Regions from separate parts of the Hordeum vulgare genome. Here region 2 is linked to region 1. The links are chromatin contacts, called in public Hi-C maps. All regions are on one chromosome and are shown on one strand. Each heading gives the region's core, a stretch centred on a gene start, on an enhancer-like site or on the middle of the called end of the contact. The rest is flanking DNA. Distances are from core to core; before and after follow the strand shown.

What was found. Hi-C and Micro-C count contacts between places; a contact is called where the count stands out from the background.
Region 2: a Hi-C map of leaf shows a contact between it and region 1, with 3 times the contacts expected there. The contact joins the promoter of LOC123449276 here to the enhancer-like site in region 1. A contact is called at or near these places in 4 of 6 Hi-C or Micro-C datasets (leaf and seedling).

The regions. Positions count from the first base shown.
Region 1 is chr4H:527,090,373-527,096,085 of MorexV3_pseudomolecules_assembly, forward strand. No RefSeq gene overlaps it. Among protein-coding and RNA genes, the nearest start is that of LOC123446771, 14 kb to the left of the region's middle. Within about 2 kb of position 4,014, at least 3 of the 3 cell types and tissues checked have open chromatin away from gene starts, as enhancers often do. A contact at or near this core is called in leaf and seedling, where this site is marked.
Region 2 is chr4H:527,133,087-527,139,177 of MorexV3_pseudomolecules_assembly, forward strand. It overlaps LOC123449276 (probable inactive receptor kinase At1g48480), which reads right to left and starts at 4,169. Exons shown (of 2, transcript XM_045126428.1): 1 at 2,268-4,169; 2 at 266-1,220. The coding sequence starts at 3,654. The coding sequence ends at 586.

The sequences.
Region 1 (5,713 bases), core at 2,764-5,263:
AACAATTATCAAATTTGCATAAAAAAAACATTGATTTTGAAAAAAGTTCATCAATTTTAATATAAACTCGTCAATGTTTTTAAAAAGTTTCAGCATTTTTAAAAATAATCCACAAATTTGAAAAAGTCCATTAATTTTAGAAACAAATCATGGGAATTGATAATTTTTGTCAATTTTGAAAACAAGTTCACTGATTTCGAAAAAATATTAATTGAATTTAAAAAAGTTCACAATTTTTTAAAATTGTTCACATATTTTGAGAAAAATTTCATCGATTTTAAAAACAAATTCAACGACTCTGATAAAAAGTTCAATATTCTTTAAAAAAGTTCACAAAATTTGAGAAAAGTTCACATAATTCACCGATTTTGAAAACAAGTTCATCGTTTTTTTTTCAAAAAACACTGAATTTGATTAAAAAAAGTTCATCAAAATTGAAAAAAGTTCATCCATTTTTTAAAAGTTCATCAATATTGACAAGAGTTGATCCATTTTGAAAAAACTTCATCAAAATTAATCAAAAATAATTAAAAATAGTACTCCCTCCGTTCCTTGATATAAGGTGTATAGTTTTTTGATAAAAAATCCAAAATATAAGGTAAAGTGCGTTGCATCACTCGTGTGGATATTTATTTTAGGGATTTGATTACATTTCCTTGTGAAAATTTCCCTCCACGCGTGTTCTTTAATTTCCGTGCCAAAAACTATACACTCTATATTTAGGAACGGAGGGAGCAATAAGTAATCTATATCTAATAATAAAGCGGCTATTGTTTTCGTCGGAAAACCCACCGCGTCATTTTTATTAAAAAAAACTGTATTTTTTGTTATTCAACCCGCGCTTCATCATTTATCTGCAACGCAAAAGGAAAAAATGATTCGCTGCAAAAATTATACCCGTACGCATCGCCTCCTCCCGTTGACCATGGGTCACCCTGTCCTGTGCCCAGGCCGCCGCCACACCGGTCGTCGCCGCGACCGACCTCAACCGCCACTGCTGGCGATCTCAACCCACCCGCCTCCGCGGCCGTACCTCTCCACGCTCACTGCCCCCGTTGCGGCGCTCGAGCGCATCGCGTCGACCCTGGTCCACCCTGGCCTGTGCCCAGGCCACTGCCACACCACTCGCCGACGCGGCCGACCTCAACCAGCACTGCTGTCGATCTCAACCCACCCGCCTCCGCGGTCGTACCTCTGCCCGCTTGCTGCCCCTGTTTCGGCGCTCGAGCACAGCTTCTGGATCAAATCAACGTGAGAGCTACAGTGACTGGGGATGATGTGTCTGCTTGATGCAGAACGGCGGCGACGCGCGGATAAGGCGCGGTGGAGCGAAGTACTTGCAGGTGGAGGCGGGCCTCCATGGCTCACACGGGGAATTCCGAGGTTATGACGCGGCAACGACGACTCCTTATGGCCAGATAGAGGCGCCTAACCCTTGCTCCCCTCATCGTATCCCCTCCTCTGGCAGGAACTCATCATCTGATGAGATCCCCTCCCCATGCCTCCAACCGTGTGCCAAGCACCGGCAAGAAATTTTGTTTTGTGGAGATTTGTTTGATGATGAATGAATGTATTGAATGTAAGATTGCATTGTTGTAGAGACAGAGAACGGAACACCACATTCAGTTTGTCATCTGATCCCACATTCTCTATCCCATGAGTGAAATAAGATAACAATCCATTGATCAATTCACGTAGCCTCTTTCTTTTGCTTTGCTTGTTCCGCTCAATTTCTCATCATGATGGAATTAACAATTGACGGGTTGATTTATCAACAAAATAGGATAGGACTGACTACATTAGTTAGTTAGCTTATTATTTTAATAAATCAAATTTATTATAAAAAGATTAAAACGTGTGGTATTTTTTTCCGTTGCAACGCACGGGCTCTTTTGCTAGTGAAATAGAAATAAGCTTAATTGGCATGTACAAATAGGTGGGCTTGGAGGTTATCGCGGCGTCCTGAACCGGCAAAACGCTTGTTCGAATCCCACCTAGGGCATAGTTTTTTCCTGTATTAAAGTACAGAGTATAACAGGCCGACCCATCATGGGGAACTGCACGCGCCAGTGTTCTATACACATTTTTCATACATGTAATTCACTTTTTTAAACATGTTTAAATATTTTCAAAAAATTTATTAACATTTTTTAAATATCACATTAACATTTTTGGAATACATGGTGAACATTTTTTGTGTACACATTTCATATTTTCCAAATGCTTGATTAACATTTTCAAACACTTGTTTAATATTTTTCTCAAATGCTTCACTAAAGTTTTTATATTCGTGCTAAAAAATTTCTATACACATTTAACATTTTCTAAATGCTAGATTAATATTTTTCAAATACTTGTTTAATTTTTACGAAAATATTAATTAAATTATCTATGTTTGTGATTAAATAAAAAATCTATTTTAATACATGGTCAACAGTTTTCATACATATTTAATATTTTCCAAATACCTGGTTATATTTTTATAACAATTTTATATACTTGATAAAAAATCATGATTTTTCTGATACATGGTTAACATTTTTCTATACACATTTAGTATTTTTAAAATGCTTCATCCACATTTCTTAATACTAGTTCAAAGAGTTTCAGATACTTGATTAGCATTTGTTACATACACAATCAAATTGTTTTATACATATTTTGTTATATTTTTCGTACCATAGAGAAACTTTTCTCTATACGCATTATCATTTTCCAAATGCTTGATCAACATTTTCAAAACATTTTTAAAGCTATTTTTCTTAAAATAATACATTTTTTAATAAATTTGAAAAATATTGTGCAGTTTCAACAAAATTCAAAACTAACATACCGTCGGCCTATCCAAAGCCGACTAGATCCAGTCGGCCTGGCCAAAGCCGATTAGACCCTGTAGGCCTTGGCTAGGCCAATAGGCCTCTCGGCCGTATCTAGTTGGTACTAATTGGATTAGTCGTGACCAATTAGCACTAATTGGTGTATTGGTGACCAATTAGTACTAGTTGTTGTTGGCAAAACCGATAGATGCATTTTTTTTGCGTAACTAGCATTTTATAGTGACAAAATAGCCCTCTAATTTCCCACGTGACAGATCCGGCTATTCGATCAGGCGACAAAAAAAAAATCCTACCAAAATTTGCCGCTTCTAACTTTCGATGAGCAGTTCGATACATACACTCATGTTATCTCGCACCGGGTTATGAGGCAATTTGATCTTCGGCACATGGTCGACCCACCCCCTATAGAGAACCTGCACACCAAATTGCCTCATAACCCGTTGTTGTGTCATCTCCTCAACGAAGACACCGAAGATGATCTTCGATTTCGTCATCCAGTAACTCCGATCTCTTGTGCATAGCTCAGAATTACCGCAAGGATATCTAGCATTTATGGTTGTTTGCATGTACGGCTGCCAGATAAACCCAGTATATGTATCGAACTGCTCACCCGAAGTCAGGAGCGGTAAATTATGACGGAAAAATAATTCTTGCCACCTTATCTAGTAGTTGGATCTATCATGCAGGAAACTAAAGGGCTATTTGACATCAGAAAATGTTAGTTACGTAAAACATAATTATATATGCATCTATCGACTTTGCCAACATTAATTAGTACTAATTAGTCACCAATAGGCCTATTATTTCTAATTGGTCACGACTAAACCGATTAGTACCAAATAGACAGGGCCGAGAGGCCTATCGGTCTAGCCAAGGCCGACAGGGACTAACCGGCTTCAGCCAGGCCGACGGTGTATTAGTTTTGAAAAAATTGAAACTGCAAAATATTTTTCAAATTTATTAAAAAATATGTATCATTTTAAAAAAATAGCCATTTTAAAGGTGTGCTTTTGTAATATATCTATTAGAATATTTTAACGTATAAAAAGTTTAAAAGTAAAACAAAAAAAGGTAAAAAAAACCGGAAAAGGAGGTTGTGGCCTCCTACGTTCCTGGGTCAGCCTATGTCACTATCCCCTTGAAGGAGGGTTCCCTAGATCTTGCTGAATGCGAGATATAAGGGCGCCCTCCCACGACGCTGATCGTTTCTCTCCTGACTCCCCAGTTTGGGCCGGCTCATGGGGCACGGTCCCTGAAGTCGTTTCTTCTCTTATTTCTTTTCATTCTTTTGTTTCTATTTTTTTCATTTTATTTTTAATGCAGTACAGACTGTCAAACATATACGCTCATACATATACTTTTTTTACGAATGCACACATCATACATCTTCGAGAGACTGAACCGACACATCATATTTAGATTGACGAAGTTGCCACACGTGTCTTCATGGTCGACGCGAACATCTTTTTTCACTAAATGCACATTGTCATAAGGTCTGAAACAAATTCAGGAAAATGTGGACATTAATGTCAAGTCTGGGACTTGAACTCTAGTGAACATGAGATAAAAGTGTCCTTCTAATCATCCAATCATATGCTGGTTCGCCTTTTCTTTTTACTTTTCTTTCCCTTTCCTGTGTAGTGCATAAAGTTCATTATGTATTGAAAAATACTAATGATATATTAAGAAAATGTTCATGGTATACTACAAAAAATTATGACATGCATTACAAAAAATGTTTATCATATATTATAAAAGTGTTCACAGATACCATGACTGTTCATTGTGTATTTAAAATTTGTTCAACGTATATTACACAAATATGCATTGCGTATTCTAAATTTGTTCTAAGTATATTTAAAAGGTCCAATGCGTACCTAAATTGTTTGTTATGTATATTTTTATGTTTATATTTTTTAAAATATGCGAAAAAGACGAGCAAAAAACGTTTGGTATAGTGAACCGGATGCTAAGTAATGTGGCGCTACAGTAACCAGATGTTGAATTTGACGTGTTATTTAAGTTTGCGATAATTTTGATTTAAATACGTGCGGCTGTAGTGCTGCTGCTGAATGTCGCTCCGCCCGCCTATTTTTACATCAATTGGATATTTTGATGATAAAACATACTTTTTGATGATGTATATTTTACTTACATCATAATTTGATGATGTAAAATACATCATCTATTTAAGATGCTCTTAAGTCAAGAACTTAAGGTGTCCGCTAGCCAAGTTATTTGAGATATGGTTAAACCAAATAGTGCTTAAGATATCGGCATATATTTGAATTAAAGTGTGTGCATTACTTTGGAGTGTGTGCATTACTTTGGACTATACGAAAATATCAGAATGACACTATATTTAACAGACATAACATCATATTTCTTTTACAAGTCATCTTCCAGGCGTCTAAACAGATCCGTGTGTGGTGCGGAAGTCAGGAAACATATGGACACCTCAAGTTCAACTTGCTGGTTGTGGCATTTTATTCTTGTTCGTTCAACTTTGCTTGCGAACTTGTATTGGACTACATATTTAGTTAGTACCTTGTCCAATAAAACGATCGTGTGCATCACTTGATGTAGAGGCCATGGTAATCCCTCTTTCCATCAAGAAAGAGTCGAGAACTTGAACCCTTTGTGTCTCTGTGGCCGGATCACCGCACTCGCAAGCACTCTACTGCTGCTCCTGCTATATGCCCCTATATGTGAACATGTGACTGAACTAAGCTCTCTTATTGTTGTACGATTAGCAAGTCTCAGCTAACCATCTCTTTCTCGGTCATGCTTTGCTTCCAACTTTCCCTTCTCCCGATAAAGAACACGCGCACTCCCTGCTTTGTGTGTTTCCTCCACCTGTTGCCTTGCCCCCATCG
Region 2 (6,091 bases), core at 2,919-5,418, 43 kb after region 1:
AGTGCTAGACGCCACAGGCAGAGCCATCGAGCGGGCGAGTGACGGGCAAAAGGAGGCTGATCACGGTAGGAAATGGCCAGCCCAACAACCATTAACAACCGAGGTCGATTAGACCAGGTGAAAGTGAGGGAGTGAGTTAGGCAAGCAATGCAATGCAATGCAGCAAAGCGTTGGCAGCGAAAGCCTAGCTACCGCAAATCACTTGGTGTTTTAAATAAGCAAGCAAGCAAACATCACAACAGCTGGTGGCATCCGTGGATCGTCCTTGGGTACAGTACACGCATCATCCATGTGTTACTTTCCAAGAATCAAAGCTTACAGTAGTGACCGACATGTGCTATAGAACAGAATCAAAGCCCGTGAGAAAAAAGAAGAAGAAAAAAGGGCCAAAAAGGAGAAGAAGAAAAGGAAAAAAGAAATGAAGACATGCACAAGTTGCTGATGAACGAGAGCCAAAAGGTAGCCGGGCAGGGGGGAGGGAGGAAGAAGCGAAAGAAGATCCATGCAAAGAACTAAGCAATTTCCTTTCCAGCTGATGAATTTTCCGCTCGCCGTGGAGGACGAATCTCGATCAATGCCGGTCGGTTATAAGGAAGGCTCGTCGCCGTCGGGCGCGGGGGCGGCGGCGGCGTCCGTGGTGGCATGCTGGGCGGAGGAGGCGGAGCGCCGGATCTCGTCGATGCGGGCGGCGGCGTCGGACATGTTGGGCCTCCGGTCGGGGTGCTGGGCGGAGCAGTCGATGGCGAGCTGGAGCAGCTGCACCATCTCCTCCTCCACGTTGTGGTACCTGAGGAGCTCCTGGTCGAACACCTCGGCGGTCCACTCCTCCCGGACGACGGACTGCACCCAGCGCGGCAGGTCGAGGCCCTCCTCGTTGACGACGGCGTGGGTGGGGGCCTTGCCGGTGAGCAGCTCCAGCAGCAGCACGCCGAAGCTGTAGACGTCGGCCTTCTGCGACACGCGCCGGATGTCGGTCACCTCCGGCGCGCGGTAGCCGGACACCCGTGTGGGGGAGAAGGAGGGACCGACGAGCGTGGGCAGGCCGTGGTCCGACACCCGGGCCTCGTAGCTCTTGGTGAGCAGCACGTTGGAGGACTTGATGTTGCCGTGCGACGCCGTCGGGCCCGTGGAGTGGATGTGCGCCACCCCGCGCGCCGTCGCCAGCGCGATCGCCGACCTCGCCTCCCAGTCCAGCGGCGTCAGCCCCGACGACCGGTTCCCTGCAAGCACACGACGACGGCATGAACATCAAAGTTAATCACAGTTACCGTGCGCATGTGGTTGTTTCTTTCCTTCTTTTTGGCTTCCGTTGGTTTTACGTTTCATGTGCATGAGCATGGCATGCCAGCCATGTGTTGTTATCTACTCCACTCCCGTCCGGGCTCATGAATGATCCACTTAAATCATGTGTGAACGCACAACGCCAGCCATTATTGGCGCGAGGAGGGGGAGGAATCCCGAGGATTGGAGCAGTGGCGCCTAACTAAATGTCACATGGACGCATATCAACTTCATCAACCACCCTGCCCCGGCCCAGCCCTTGCCCGCTCACATCACATGCGCAACTTGCCAAGGCAAATTTTACCACCACCAGGAATCAGTCCGCAACTAATAACTCCGCGTACGTGCTCGCACAGTTGCATCGTAGTACGCACTACTACTACGACTAGTAGCTTCTCTCGAGGGGGAGGATTTCAAAACGAGCCTCCATGGACCACGAGCTTGGCAAGGCAAGTTGGGGTCGTGCCAAGGGCAGTCATGGCTGTCACGTTGTTTGCCGCCTTAAACTAAACTAGTGGGTTAGATCCCACGCAACTCGGCTGGCAACGCTGAACCCGACAACCCTACTACTGTAGTCGTACATACTAGCGTACAAATTGCAGCAGTTCGAGCGTCTGCACGTAGTACTACTAGTGCTACACCGTGGCATGCCGGAGCTGGAGCTGGGCCGGGCAAGGCCATAAAGAAACCGGGCCGGGGACGCGGCGGGGGTAGGTCAGGCCGTGATGTGAGCCAGCGAATTGATCGTGTCCGAGGGAGTGGTTAAAAGGGGAAACGGAATGGATCGGGCGAAAGCGACCCGGCACCGCTCTCCCCGCGCCCTTGGTTGGACTTTTTTCGCGCCGGCGAAGGAATATCGCCAGCCTGTTCGGGTCGATCCACCGACACGACGGCCGCCCGGATAACGAACCGGCCCGGCGCGAAGCCACTGTAAATAAAGGTAGTAAAAAAAAGGAGCGAGTTGTTTTTTTTTCTTTGTTTCTTACCGTGGAGGAGGGCGGAGAGGCTGCCCATGGACATGTAGTCGTAGACGAGCAGCTTCTCGTCCTTGCTGAAGTAGTAGGCGCGGAGGGGCACCACCAGCTCGTGCTGCACGGCGCCGATGGCTGCGATGCGCTCGCGGAACTCCGGCTCGGGGAGGTCCACGTCCTTGAGCCGCTTCACGGCCACCGCCGCGCCGCTCTCCATCACCGCCTTGTACGCCGTCCCGAACGCGCCCTTGCCCAGCACCTCCGCCGACGCGCGCAGCAGGTCCTCCAGGTCGAACGGCGGGGCCGCAGCCATCGGACCGAAGTAGATCAGCTTCTTCGACCCGGCCGTCGAGCCTCCGGACTTGGCGGCCGCTGCGACGGCTGCCGGCACCGCTCCGGCGGCGGCGGCGGCGGCGGCGCCGCCGTGGACGCCGTTGCCGTTCTGCCCCTTGGGCTCCGCCGCGTCCAGCGGGCCCATGCCCAGGTCACGGCCCTTCTCCACCGCCGCGGTGGACCTCTGCGCGCTGCCGGACTTCTTCCGGCAGAGGAAGAAGAGCAGGGCGAGCAGCAGCAGCAAGCCGAACACGCACGCGATGGCAATGCCGGCGATGGCGCCGCCGGAGAGCTTCTTCTTGCCGCGGCCGACGTCAGCGGCCGCGCCGCCGCCGCCTGGCTGGGCCCCCGGCGATCCTGCCGGCGTCTCCGCGGTCTCGCCGGGGCAGAGGCCGAGCGGGCCGCCGCAGAGCCCGGTGCCGAGGAAGGAGTCCTTGGGCATCTTCCGGAGCTTGTGGGGGATGGAGCCGTTGAGCTTGTTGTAGGAGACGTTGAACTGCTCCAATGTGGGCAGGTCCAGCTTGGGGATCTCGCCGGAGAAGTCGTTGGCGTCGAGGATGAGGGAGCCGAGGCGGTTGAGCTTGTTGAAGTCGGGCGAGATCTCGCCGGAGAACTTGTTGTGGCCGATGTTGACCCTCACGAGGTTCCTGAGCGTGTAGAGCGACGCCGGGACCTCGCCGGAGAAGGCGTTGTGCTGGAAGTAGATGGCCCGGAGCTCGGTCATGCGGGAGACGTCGTCGGGGATGGGGCCCGTGAGCGCGTTCCAGCGGAGGGAGAGCGTGCGGAGCGCGGTGAGGTTGCCGAGCACGCCCGAGGGGAGCGCGCCGATGAGCCCGGCGCCGGGGAGGCGGAGCTCGACGACGCGGCCGTTCTCGCAGGCCACGCCCTGCCACTGGCACGTCTGCGTGCTGCTGTTCCACGACGGCAGCGCGGACCGGCCCACCGCCTTGCGCAGCGCCTCCAGCGCCTGCGCGTCCGTGTTGAGGTCGTCGGAGAGGTACGCCGGGAGCACCGACGCGAGCGCCAGCACCGCAAGGGCCAGCCTCGCCGGCCTCGGCATTGCCGCCATCGCCGGCGGCGTGGAGTAGGAGGAAGGCGGGCGGCGAGAGTCTCTTTACTTAGCTCGAGGAGAGCGCTGCCATGGCCATGGAGGAGAAGAAAAACAGACACTCTCTGTGTGGTGGTAGTACTGGCAGTAGTAGAAATAGAGTGGGCAGGGGGGAATCTTGAATTATAATGGAAGGTTTGGTTAGCCCAGCCAAGGAGCTGGAACGGACGGAGGGCCTGATTGGCACAACAATGGGCTCGCTTGATTGCTTTAATCATGGGTTGATTAACCGGGTGGAGCTTACTGGAGCCTAGTTGGAGAATTCCCACTTTCCTCTTTTTCTAATCCAAAGCTCAGAGAGAGGGGGTTAAGGAAAAGGCAGATTAGCAGCAGGTGGAGTCTTTTGAGGCCCGATGAAAGGCTGGACCAGGGACCAGCCTGACAAAAGACACGAGAAAAATAATACTACTCCTACTGCTGGCCCTGTAGTATATATAGTATATAACATATTTCCGTGATGAATGGATTGTTTAAGAAATCGTGAGCTAGACAGATGAACCGTGCTCGCTTTCACCGGGAATTCCATCGGGAGAAAATTCCTAACCACCGCGCTGCAGAATCTTTTGGAGTTGAGTGAATTCCAAGCTTCCAATCCAACCACGAGCAAAAGGTTTGTGGGTACTGCTGTTTACTGCTGCTGGCCAGTGGGAGTACCCGAGCATCGCATGTTATCCAGTTCACGGGCATTTATCGGCCAGTTCCCCGGCCAAGCTACACGGGCACGGTCTCGTGTTTAGCGTACGCACATTACTTGAATTTTCGGTAACACGTACAGTACGTACGTACCCAGTGCCCAAAAACGCAGCGGTAACTGTCAAAGGGAAAATTAACTCTTGGCTTGGCAGGTTCAGGATCGCAGGCCAGGCTTTTGGTTTCGGTCAAGGACTCGCCGGCTGAGCTGCATCATCACGCTCCAGGCGAGACGAGACTGCTCGAGAGAAAAGAATGGTGGCCAGTGGCCAACTTGTTGATGTCCCGGGAGAACAAGAGCGACGAGCTCTGGCAAATGATGATGATGGCATGGCCCAAGGAAGTGTGGCACCTCTTTTTTTTGGGGGGGTGCAATGATCGACGGTGCGTACGGTAGGTCTTTCCGGGCAGCAGGTATCGTATCGGGTACAACGAACTCTCTTGTTGTTCCATCGGTTGGAAATTTGCGAGATATGGGCTCCGCCCCGCCCACCAACTAGATTCTTTTGTCTACCCAAGCAAATGCAAATCGGTCCAGCCCAATCGTATACCCAAGCTTGCTGATGATGCATTGACCGACTGGCTAGGTAGGTTTTACTAGCGACTTCCGATTTCGTTTCTTCCATCTCCACCTTTCCTGTTCCCTCCTTCCAGGTTGGTTCAAGCCTTGAAGCTGAAACAATTTCAACATGGTGCTGTACTGATAATGACGCCTACAGGAGGAAGAACCCTACCGATTGCAATACATTCCATGGAACAGCGACGGCAGGGGTAAAAGACATGGAGGTGGAGACGATAATAACACGGATGTAGAGGAAGCCAGCAACCAAAGGGCGCGACAGTGATAGTTTTCAATGCCGTTGACAAAAGCAACTGCTTTCGAAATTGCGGAAGCTATGTAAATGAGATCAAGGAATATCGAATTTCAAAAAGGACAGCTAACGCTAGAGGATGATGCAGATGGTCACCTACTTACCATGCTGAACTGGTCGTGAAAAATGCTGGAACTTGTGTGCAGCCATGAGATAGAGGCAGTTCTTAAGACGCGGACTCTCTTTTTTTTTGTAAGGAAGATTTGTCCTGCCAGATGTGGCGACTGGAACTGGGCTGAAAGACCCTTATAATCAGCTGACAAACTCAAGCACGTGCCTTTTAATTCCACCAAAATCAACATAATTGCAGCACAAATTCAAAGATGGTGCTCTTGTTTATTTTCATATCGCAGACACAATACCATCAACTATGGCAGAGTCATTCAGCATTGCACCACTCCGGACGAATTAAATTCACATTGACACAATGCCAGCAACTATGGCGAAATGAAGTCAACCGAGGGCAAAATATTGCCGACACATAATGAGGCTCAGGCACCTCTCTGTGAAGAAGTTGACTGATCCTATACATGACAGCAGCTATGCTATTTCCAAAGAGTGGACCACCAGAATAGTTTTCCCACTTTGTCACAATCACAAACTTAAATCGACGAAATGAATCAGCAGATATATTGAAGCTTTTGATACAGCTACTTCTCTGGGTTGATTTTCCTCAACAACAAAAAAACTTCTCTGGATTGAGAGATGTGCCTCGTACTGATTCTGAAGCATGCTTGCATGATTGTCCAATATGCCTCATCGTCAGTGGCAAAAATTATCATGAGCCTGTTCTCTTGACTTGGCACTTATTATCTGAAAATGCAGAGGATGTCGGT